2 separate regions of the Capra hircus genome follow, and region 1 is linked to region 2. A link is a contact called in public Hi-C data. All regions are on one chromosome and are shown on one strand. Each heading gives the region's core, a stretch centred on a gene start, on an enhancer-like site or on the middle of the called end of the contact. The rest is flanking DNA. Distances are from core to core; before and after follow the strand shown.

Region 1 (5,645 bases), core at 3,070-5,569, 120 kb before region 2:
GGTGCTGGGAGGTAGGGGTAGGGGGAGCTAAGTGAGGAGCCTGCTTAGATAGAGGGATGAGGGTTGTGGTCTGGGTAATGGCTACTGAAGGTATCAGAAGGGTGGTGGATGCATCGAACTAAAAAATTCTGTTAGCATAAATCACCCACTGTCCTTCCTTTACCCATCAAAGCACAAAGACAAACTGATCACCCAATGGAGGCTGCACCATGGCAAGCAATATTGGGGATGCATCCTGCTCCCAAATGCGTCATGGTCTGGGTCTAGACAGGAAGACAAGACTCAGGCACAAGAACGTGTGTGTGTGTGTGTGTGTGCACGTGTTGTGTGCAGCACTGGCCGAAAAAGCTCACTACAAGTGTGTGAGAGCCCAGCTATTCAGTGTTTGCTCACAGCTGCTCCCTGATCATTCCTAGCGCAGAAAATACAACAAACATACACAACTCCCAGAAGCCTGACTGATTCCACAGGGTCTGGTTAAGATTTTGCACCTTTATGTGTCTGTGCACATGTGTGTACCTGTGTTTGTGCGTCTGAAAGCAGGCACATCGGTAGCATCTGTAACTTTGTGCTGCTGCTGCTGCTGCTGCTAAGTCACTTCAGTCGTGTCCGACTCTGTGTGACCCCATAGACGGCAGCCCACCAGGCTCCCCCGTCCCTGGGATTCTCCCGGCAAGAACACTGGAGTGGGTTGCCATTTCCTTCTCCAATGCATGAAAGTGAAAAGTGAAAGTGAAGTGGCTCAGTCGTGTCCTACTCTTCGCCACCCCATGGACTGCAGCCCACCAAGCTCCTCCGTCCATGGCATTTTCCAGGCAAGAGTACTGGAGTGGGGTGCCATCGCCTTCTCTCCGAACTTTGCGCTAGAAGGCATTTCTAAGATCTGTTGTATGTCAGAACAACAAAGGAAGCCAGGGGTCCCATAAGCCTCTTACTATACAGAAGGGGAGGAGACAGTCCAGAGGCTGAAGGTCACTCTGCCTCAGGTCATTCAGCAGCGAACGAAGTAATAAAACTGGCCGTGACACTCATCTCACGAGACACCAATCTGTGGGCTCCCCAGAGAGCAGAGGCTGAAGCCGTGCTGGAAACAGACTATGGGAATAGTTTTCTGTTCTGCCCACAGCAACAGCGGGGAAGGTGAAAGCTCCTGGTGTTGCTGTGCCATCCTGGGACATGACAGTTATGGGGAGACGATGAAGGGATGTGGTTAAGGGCTGGGCTCTGGAGACAAACTTCTGTGGCTGGAATCCTGGCCCTATTACTTACTAGATGCTTCTTTACAACTCACGGCTTCCCTGGTGGCTCAGATGGTGAAGAATCCGCCTGCAATGCAGCAGACCCGGGTTCAATCCCTGGGTCAGGAAGATGCTCTGGAGAAGGGAATGACAACCCACTCCAGTATTCTTGCTTGGAGATATATACTCCTTGGAGAAAATACTCCTCTTCCTCCATGGACAGAGGAGTCTGGTGAGCTACATGACCTGGGGAGTCGGACGTGACTGAGCGACTAACAAGCTCATTCTCTTTACATTTCTGCACCTCTGTTTCCTTTATCTGGAAAATAGCTGGCCCACACCCTCAACTGCAGCTGCACTGGACAAAGCCAGCACCCCACTTGCTAGCCTTACTCTCACCAGGAGGGGGCTAGAGCTTCTATCTGGGTTGTCAGATTTGGGAATTACAGAGTAAAACAGTCAAAAAGGAAGCTCATGTGCTTGGAAGCCCAGAGGGTGAACTCTGGGGTCCCAGCAATGGTCCCTGGCGTGGGTGGGTCCCGCTGCCAGGAGCATTAGGCAACAGACTGATGCCTAACGCGTTTTACATCTTGTCATTTGCTTTACTCTTCATTTCCACTCCTGCCTTGCATCGTCTCATATCAAAATCAGCAGGAGCCAAGAAGCCGGCCTTGTCGTCATCTTAGGCCAGAGGACCCTGAGCTCAGAAGAGAGGCTTTTTCCTGCGGCTGGTGGGAGCCTCGCCTAGCCTATCGAATCCAGGTTGGCCATGGCTCAACCCTCCAGGCTGGGTACCAGGCCTTCCTTAGCAACCGCCGCTAAATCACGGCTGAGAGCGCCTGCTCGTGGGATCTGGGCCCCCGGGGTGGGTCCCTGTAAAGAAGCCACACTTGAGCCTGAGCCCAGCAGAGCTGGTGAGAGGAAGCGCGTGGGCTGCGTGCTGGCATGGGCCCGCCTGCCCCTCCACCCCTGCGAGAACCCGTGACAAACAACCTTGCCTGGTGCCCAAGCACCCTGCCAAGCCCTGTCATGGTAAAAGCCTGGCAGGCTTCTTAAGGAGTCCAATTTCAGCCCAGCGGGTGGGGAAACCAAGGCAGCAAGAGCCCAAGGTGACCAAGCTCACACGCGGTGCTGGCAACCGGAGGCTGGGCGTCCAGGGGTGCCCGCTGACACCACCCGCCCCCCCCCCGGCCGTTGGACCTCCCCAGCCAAGACTCTGGGACCCGGCAGAGCCCAGAGAAAGATCCAGCACTTGTCATCCAAGAGTCCTCATTGCGGTCCCCTCTCTCCAGGGCAACAGAGCCCCTGGGCAGCTCTCCCCACCCCCCACTGCCAGGAGCCCCCTGGGGCGTCAGGTCCAGGCCAGGAATCCAGCTCTAGAGCATTCCAGCTCCCAGCTGAGTGCCTGGAACAGCAGACATCAAAAAAACTGGCAGGCAGAGGGAGAAGGGAAGATTAGATCATTACAGCAGAATGAAGGCCACCGAGCAACCCAGGGAGGGAGGAGGAACAGAGGCCAAGAATGTGTTCAAGGCAACCTGAAAACTCCTTCAGATTAAAGCAGGCCCAGACACTGGCGGCTGCCCCGCTGCCTGAATTACTGGCCGGGGTGGGAGAAACCTGGCGTGTCTGCGCTCTTTTCAGGGACCCTGGGGCTTAGCAGCTAAGCTAAGTGTCAGGGAATCTTGGGGAACAACAGTAGGCATGTCTCGTGACCTGGGTGAAGAAGACACACACTTGGGCACAAAACCCACGTGGGCAGGCATCCACAGGAGCGGGTGCGTGTGTTTGCGTGCAATCTACAAACATGTTTTCACCAGGCTCAAGGAGAAGTAATCAGTCATGTCCGAGGAATCTTAGCAACAGCCATCCCCAGAAAAGGCTCCTGCCAGCTGGAGCGGCGATGAGTCAGCAGAGGCAGCCAGGGTTGGGGGGTTGGGGGGTGGGGAAGAGGCAAGCTCTCGCCCTGGAGCCGGCCTCTCCCTTCTCCCGGCCTGGCCGCCCCGCCTGGGTCACTGCTTTGGCACTGATGTCCGAGAACGCATTCCTGGAACTGGCCGGCCCAGGCCGCTCAAGGGTTTCTCCCTCCTCCTCCCTCTTCCTCTCCTGTCCCCACACCCGCCCTTTTTTTTTTTTTTTCTTCTCGCTGCAAAACCAAAACACCGCGCTCTCACAAGTTCAGGAGCTGCGGCCAAATGGCAGGAGACAGCGGGGCCGGCTGCAGGTCTGGGACACGACACGGGAGCTGCCCAGGCCTGGGGTGGTCCTGCTGGGGGCCGCTGAGTTCGGCTTCAGTCCCTCGGGGTTCAAGTGTCATTGCTCCAGGGAACAGGAGTTCAAGGTTGTGGCTCCTGGCAGTGGAGGTGGGGGGAACGGACTGTGTCCACCTCTGCCCCCCAAGAGCAAAGCCTGAGGTTGCTGACATGGATAACGGGCAGGTGGGGGAACCGGGGATGAGAGGCACTACCACAATCAATCGGGGCTCCACTGCCTGAGCGCGTGTTCGTTTTATCTTCACAGCAGCCCTCAGGATGGTAGAAGAATCATCTCCTTTTACAGACGGGGAGATGGAGGTGCAGACAGGTAAAAGGGATTTGGCCCAAGATCACAGAGCTATTAGGACAAGAGTTGGATGAAGTGAAACCAGGCTGGAGCCACCTTGGGAGCTTCAACTGATGGACCACACAGCCTTTCTTCCCGGGCGGCACCTACCCCACACGTGCCAGGATCACCGCACCTACGTAAAACAAATACAATAAAATCCAAGGAGGCTAGTGCCGTACCCCCGACCCCTCTCCCCGCTCCCGCGAGCCAACAGATCTGGGTGAAGAGCCATCTGCAACCTCAGCAACCGTGGTAGAGACAGGGGTGGAACAGCCTGGCCCAGCCTGAATCCCTGGCCTCTTTACTGGAGGCAGGAAATGAATAAAAGCTAAATGAGTTTGAAAATGCCAGGAGGCAGTGTTTATCCCCTCTCTCCCTCCCCCTCCCCCTGGCAAGGACCGTGTATAGTTACAGTTTAATCTTGGAAATGCCAGACAGCTGTTCCCCGTTGCTAAGAGACTGGCCCACATTATGCAGATGTCAGGGACCTCAAATGTCTGCCGGAAATTACAGATCATGTCGGAGGAGCAGAGGGACCTTCTCTCGGCCTGGGGAGGCGCAGCGGGAGACCCCCACCCACCCCACCCACTCCTGGAAGCTAGGGGTGGTGGATGGCAGAAATAAGGGGCCCAGCCCTCCCCGGGTGTGCCCCCCTGAGGCTCTGGCTCCTCCCTGGTCCCCCTTCTGCTGCCCTGGCTCCCTCCTTCCTGCCTACCCCGCCCCGCCTCCACCCAGGCCTTCCGCCTTGGACCACTGTGTGGATGCCCATCTCCACCCGCCGCCCCCTCCCCTTTTCCTTCTGGAGCATCATTCTTCACTTCAGTGTCCTCCAGTCTCTCATGCAGTCTTCCCTGCCCCCAGGACGCAGCTAAGCTGATTGAGACAGCGCTTCAGAGAGAGACAGCCCCCTACCCTAGGAGGCAGGGGTCCCACTTCCTGAGGCCCCCCTTCCCTCACCTGGAGCTGAAAATGGACACACAGAGCAGGCACTCACACACCCCCTCCCTGACATTGTCCCTCACCACCGCCCCCCACGGAAACCAACAGGAGGGCCATCGGTTACCATGGTAACTGCAGGCTACAAGAGTGGCTGCATCCCTGGTCCCTGGGGAAGGGCAGCTGCCATCCTGCAGGGCAGGAGGGCCGGGGGGTCAGAGGGGAGGCCCTTTGCCAAACTTGTACTCTAACGTGGACCCTGACCGAAGGTGACAGAGAAATCTAGCAGGGCCCTGAAGGATGATGGGGGGCAGGCAAAGCTCCTCACTCAGGCTGGAGAGGGGCTCAGAGAGGCTACCTGGCAGTGCCAAGGGAATTATAGCACCAGCAGGGTCTGAGGAATGACCCCCCTGGGCATTGTGGAGATGGGGGAGGGGACGGGGCCTGGGCATAGGGTGGGTGCTGACTACCCGCTGTTGCCCTGCACGTCCACGGGGTACCCTTGAGGGCAGCAACTTTATCACGCTGCCCTTGCATCCAGGCTCATCTGCTTGCTCTCCCTGTTGCTGGCTGAGTGACCTTGGCTTCCTCTAGCCTCATAAAATAAAGCCGGGCATACTTTATGTGCCCTGGAAGATAGCTGTGAAGATAAGTATGGGGTGTGTGTGTGAGTGAGCCCATAGATCAGAGCACTTTATTGAAAGGTTCGTGGAAGCCTCATGAAAGCAGGGCTGTATTACCAACCCAGCCAGACTTCCCTGGAGATGCTGATGGGAAGGGCATGCTATTTACACAGCTTTCCTTCCATATCGCCAGGTCTTCCTCCCTGCCAAGTGGACACCACCCTCACAGAGGGCCTTACTTTTG
Region 2 (5,753 bases), core at 1,530-4,029:
CTGTCAGCTGGAGAAGCCAGCCACTGCGGAAGGCCAGGATGGAGGTTGGGCCGTGACCGGTCCCCCTCTGATGCCACACGGGACTTTGATGTGGGCCCAGGTCAGGTCTAGCTCTCCCAGCCAGGGTTCTGGGGGAGTTCACTGTCTCAGGGAGAACAATGGGGAACAGGAGCTTGAGGGAGTCAGGTAAGGAGCACCAAGGAGAGGAGGGTGCTGTTCTTGACACCGGGTTTGTTCTCTCCATAAAAAAATGTGGGAGGGAGGTTCAAAAGGGAGGGGGTTATATGTATATCTATGGCTGACTCATGTTGAGGTTTGACAGAAAACAGCAAAATTCTGTAAAGCAATTATCCTTCAATAAAAAAATAAATTAAAAAAAGAAATACCTTAGAGGGTGAGGTTGATAAAAAACAGAAAGTATCATTCATTACCCCATTAAAGAATTTTGTATTCATTGAAGAAAAAAAAAATGTGAACACAGAAGTAAAGAGAGAAACAGTGACAAGTTCTTTTTTCCCCAATATCCCTGCTTCCCCAGCAGTGACCTGTATCAGCAGTTGGCTGTATGTCATTCCAGACTTTTTCTGGGCATTTATACATACACACACACATGTGTATATGATGCCACGATGTTTGGGGTTTTTTTGCTTTTACATCAGTTGGATCAAGCTGACCATACCGCCCTACAGCTTTCCCCCAATAACAGTGTATCTTGAACATTTTTTTCATGACCGTATATATGAAGCACACGTATCTGTTGTTGCTTTATTTTTCTAATTTCTGCAGATATTGCCCTTGTGGATGTGATGCAGTTGATTCAACCACTGCCTTTCCACTCACCCCCTCACTCAGGGTCCCTGTTGCCAGGCCTGACTCTGGGGAGCCTGGTGTTTCAGGTAAACGGCGCCACCGCACAGTCCCAGAGACCCTGTGCACATGCAGAATGCGGCAGCCCCTCCCTGCTCCCCTGAGCAGATAAGGGGTCTCCAGTTCTTTCTCCTGCAAACAATTCTGCAACCAGCGTCCTCGCCCATGCATCTCAGTGCACAGACGCCAGGCTTTCTGTAGGCACTGATACCCCGAGGTCGAGCAAGGAGGCAGGAGTGTGTGCATCCTGTGTGTGAGGGACCCTGCCAAGCTGTGGGAGGGCGCAGCCAGCCTCCTCCACCCCCAGCCTGCTAGCTCGCATCCATCACTAGCTGCTGGCCCGGCCGCTGCTTCCAGGAAATCAAGTGCAAAGACTGAGGACTGTCAGCGGCTTGCACACTGGGGGCCATCCAGGGAGTAGATGAAATTGTAGGAGAAAATCACACCAGGCTCCAGACCGCTCATGATGGAGACCCCGTGGTGACCTCTCCGGAGGAGTTAAAGGAATGCAGGCGGACACCACTCACCCTCCAGCATCCACCAGCGGTCCACCTGCGGGCACACAGCCCTCTGTCTTTGGAGAAGCCGTTCCTCGTTAGCAGGCCTGGTGGAACGGGGACCCTGGTCTGGGGCCCAGGCTGCCACTGCGCAGGTCAGGAGACCAGCCGGGATGCCAGCTTCCCTGGAGGGTGGACCCAGAGGACCTCACGGGGCCCTCCACCACTCAAGGTCAAGGGACCTGCCCCCTTCTGCCGGCCCCTAGAGGCACCATCTGGCAGCCAGGCAGTGATCCTCAGAGATTGCCCTCCACCCCGCCCCTGGGCCCATGAATGCTGCAGCTGAGCACACGTGCCCCGCCCACTCTCCCCCGACCTCCTTCCCTGCTGGGATCCAGGTGCTGGCATCACGCCTCAGGTCTTCTTATCCAGCTGCACCCCCATGCCCTGCCCCTCTGGGAGGAGGGGGCTCCGGACGGCCCTGGGGAGTCAGGGAGGTGCAGCATGGACAGGTCCAGCCTTTTCCTTAATGGAGGAAGGGTGGGTGACCCGAGGCTTCCCCTGGTTTCAAAGCAGCTAGGTTTATAAGCCTCCACCCTGCACCCCACCCCTGTCTTTCTTCCTCCTCTAGATCCCAGCCACCCACACCCGCACGTAGCCCTGCACACAAAACCCAGCCATAGCGATGAACACGGGGAAACACGCAACCATGTTGTTTTCAGTAAGCAGCTGTCTCATGGCTCTGCAGACCGACTTACCGGCTAATGATGAAAAGATAACTCTAGCTACATTCATTGGGCAGTGTGCCAAGTGCTTTATGGATATGATCCGACAATTTTCTTCACAAAACCATTAAGTAGAAGCCGTTCTGAATTTATCGGTGGGGAAATGGAAGCTCAGAGAAGTTAAGTGACTTGATCCAGGTCACACAGCTGCTGAACGCTAGAGCCAGGACTGGAAGCCAGGTTCCCATCAAACTCCGTGTCTGTGGGCTTAACCGTTGTGCTACCCTACTTACTTCTCTTTCATTTCTTCTTCTGGGTTGTCCCAGAGACCAGGTTGAGCTGGTCAGTTTCCCAGGGCTGACCCTGGGCCTGGGTGGGGATGCTGCTTCTGATTGCTGAAGCTGAGTGGAAAGACTCTCCCCATCTCCTCCATGTCCGGATTCTCTGACTCTCTCATGAGCTTACCCAGTCCCCTCTGGACCAGTAAACCCTGACTGGTCACCCGGCCTGCCAGGGAGCACTTTGGCTGCAGGGGGCCATCTCAGCCTGAAGATCATGGAAATCCCTCTCTACTCCACCTCCCCACCTGGGTCCAGGTGGCAGCTGGTCTCAGGGCTGTCCATCCACAAGCAGGCTGGGAGGTGGGTGAGAGAGAGGCGGCCCCCATTCCAGCGGGGCTTGCTGCCCTCGTGTGGCCTGGGCCCGCGACCACTGCATCTCCCACCTCCTTCCATCCTCCTTGCTGGTCTCCCGTCTTCCCCAGTGCCAAGGACACACATCCAGTGCCAAGCCCAGTGCAGGCGCCCAGGAAAAGGCGGCAGAAAGACAAGGGAAATTCCCAATCACCAGATAATACCCGAAGCCAATAACATCAATGGAGATGAAGTCTACTTATCTGTTGACCTGAAAAGATGCCCTAGTCTATTGTTCTGTTTAAAAAAAAAAAAAAAAAAAGGAAGAAAGCAGGTCTTAAAACTGTTGGAAAAGACCCTGATTCTGGGTAAGATTGAGGGCAGGAGGAAAAGGCGGCGACAGAGGGCGAGATGGTTGAATGGCATCACTGACTGGACATGAGTTTGAGAAAACTCTGGGAGATGGTGAAGGACAGGGAAGCCTGGAGCCTGCAGTGCATCGGGTCACAAAGAGTCAGACACAACTTAGCAACTGAACAACAACACAAATACAGTAAGAAAACCTTTTATTAATGAAAGGAAGTATTCTCTATGTATCTAATCATAGAAAAAGGATATTTGCCAAGATGCTAACAGATGGTTTTTGTTGTCTTGGCTTATCTGTGTTTTCTCTTTTTCTCAATGAACATCAATTACCCACATAATTTTAAAAAGCAATAAAAATAAACCAATCCCAGACCGATTGTACATCTTCCTGTCCTCATCCCTACCCCCAACAGCTCTCCAAAAAAATTATCACAGATCCATAATTCTGGACCTTCCTTTCTCTCTCCTGTCGTTTCCACATCTCAGCGGGTATGTGCTGGGTTGAGGGTCGGGGAGAGATTGCTACCTGCTCCAGGAAGACTTCCCCTGACTAATGGGAGGTGTGGAGGCTTCCCAGGGGGCCCTTTTCTCTCTGACCCGGCTCTGTCCAGATGCACAGTGCCCGAGGCCTTCTTCCCTCCTTGGTGCCCTTTCACGGAGGAGGAAATGCTCTGTGTTGTTGGCTTCTGCAGGCTGACCCCCTTCCCCGAGGCTGAGACCCTCAGAGGCAGCCACCCGGCTCCCCCATAATCACGTGGACTGGAGCCCCAAGGCAAATGGCTCCACCACGGGAGAGGCGATCCTGGCAAAATGAAGGAGGGAAAAGAAACCACAGAAGCTCCTGATCACCAGAAAAGAAAGAGCCGTGCTTCGGGAAGGGGCTGTGCGGGCCCCTTCCAGAAGGATCCGAGGGAAACGAGCTTCCTGAGCACTGACCACATGGACCCTCCGAAGACATGCTGCCACCCCCTCCCTTTGTGCCGGTAAGGGAGACAAGGCACCTGAGCCTCAGCTTCCTACCCCTCTGGTGCTTCAGCCCGAGTCTCACGTCAGGGTAGGCTCCGAAAAAGGCCTCTGGTTGGAGAAATTAGTGTTTGTGGGCAGCTTCTCCCACCTCTCCCTGACCATGTTAGCCACTGCCCAGGCTCCCCAAGAACCACAGACACCCCTCTCCTGGGCGAGGGGGAGTAAAGAGAGGCTAGGACCGAGCGTTCTCCCCAGAGGGCCAGCTCTCTGAGCGCCTGCTACTTTAGTGATGAAGATGGCTAACGTCCTTATTCTGGCCATTAGAATACCAGCCATCAGCAAGGCAGCGTAGAGAGCCCCAGGAGCTGGCCAGCCACACAGAAGAATCCAGGGTTCAAGGCAAAGGAACAGAGGACATTTAATGTCACCTTGAACCCCATTGTCAAATCACATTCCCAGAAGTGACCATCACCAGGGACCCAGAAATCAGGCTCCCACGCCCTCCAATCAGCTTGTACACACACAGGACAAATGCAGCAGCTGGTACATCTGATTGAGAGGAGGACACCCTCCCTGACACTCTTCCAGCTCTGTACCTAGCCACCTGGGTCAAGTCATTCCTGCCACCATAGCTCCCCTTCCACTTCCACAGCATGGTAGGGTCAACAAGGGTTTCAAAGAGTGTTGCTGAAGAATGCTCAGCCCCTGGCAGCGTCTCCTCCATGCATGGGGGTCTCAGAATGAGTTCCATGCCCTGAGCGCCTGGGCAGTTGGTGGTTCAGATGGTAAAGAGTCTGCCTGCAAGGCAGGAGACCCAGGTTCGATCCCTGGGTCAGGAGGATCCCCTGGAGAAGGGAATGACAACCCACTCCGGTATTCTTGCCTGGAGAATCCCATGGACAGAGGAGCCTAGTGGGTTACCATCCTCGGGGTTGCAACAGTGGGGGACACGACTGAGCAACTTTCACGATTGAAGCATGATTCGTAGCGACACCCTGTGGACACAATGGGTAACTGCATCCATCTGGACGAAAGCCACAGGACGACATCCAACTTTCTTCATTATGTGGAAAGGAGCTGATTGCAATTAATCAGGCTCATCACCTTTCACAGGGAGCTGTCTTAGAGCTGAAAAAGAATCCCTCCAAAAACCAGAAAACAGCCACCCAGCTGCACATTTCCATCTGTTTCCAGTAAGACACTGTTTCAATTTGCCCCTTTTCCAATATTGACTTGATAAGTCTAGAGGCTATGGAGGGAGGGTAATGTCAACAATAATGTCTATAATATTAATAGAAGTGTAAAGGGCTCTTTACTCTTGCCGTGAATTTCATGCATTATCTCATTTAATCTTCCCAGCCAACCGTGCAGGTATGCGCACTTACTCCCAACAGTCAGAGGAAGATTTTGAGACTTAGAGCATTAGGGAAGGCTAGGTTTCAGACCTGGGCAATTTGACATCAGACCCCCCCCCCCAATTCTGTTTAACCAACAGTCTGTGCAACCTCACTTCCCTCAGTGTCTACTGACCATGGTAATCCCTCGAGGCTGGAGAAGAGTCCCAATTTCTGGGGCATTGGCTTGACTCCTCAAATGGAATGCCCTTGAGTCACCCTCTGGGGAAATGATAGGTGAGTGGACATGAAGGGCTTTAGGGTTCAACAGGCCTGGGTTGGAGTCAGGTCTCTGCCTCTCTTGCC

What was found. Hi-C and Micro-C count contacts between places; a contact is called where the count stands out from the background.
Region 1: a contact with region 2 is called in a Hi-C map of blood, with 2.4 times the contacts expected there. The contact joins two enhancer-like sites. A contact is called at or near these places in 3 of 5 Hi-C or Micro-C datasets (blood and liver).

What each region holds. Positions count from the first base shown.
Region 1 is chr10:14,921,700-14,927,344 of ARS1.2, reverse strand. No RefSeq gene overlaps it. Among named protein-coding and RNA genes, the nearest start is that of LRRC74A, 76 kb to the left of the region's middle. Within about 2 kb of position 4,319, at least 5 of the 5 cell types and tissues checked have an H3K27ac peak or open chromatin away from gene starts, as enhancers often do.
Region 2 is chr10:14,803,722-14,809,474 of ARS1.2, reverse strand. No RefSeq gene overlaps it. Among named protein-coding and RNA genes, the nearest start is that of CIPC, 23 kb to the right of the region's middle. Within about 2 kb of position 2,779, at least 1 of the 5 cell types and tissues checked has an H3K27ac peak or open chromatin away from gene starts, as enhancers often do.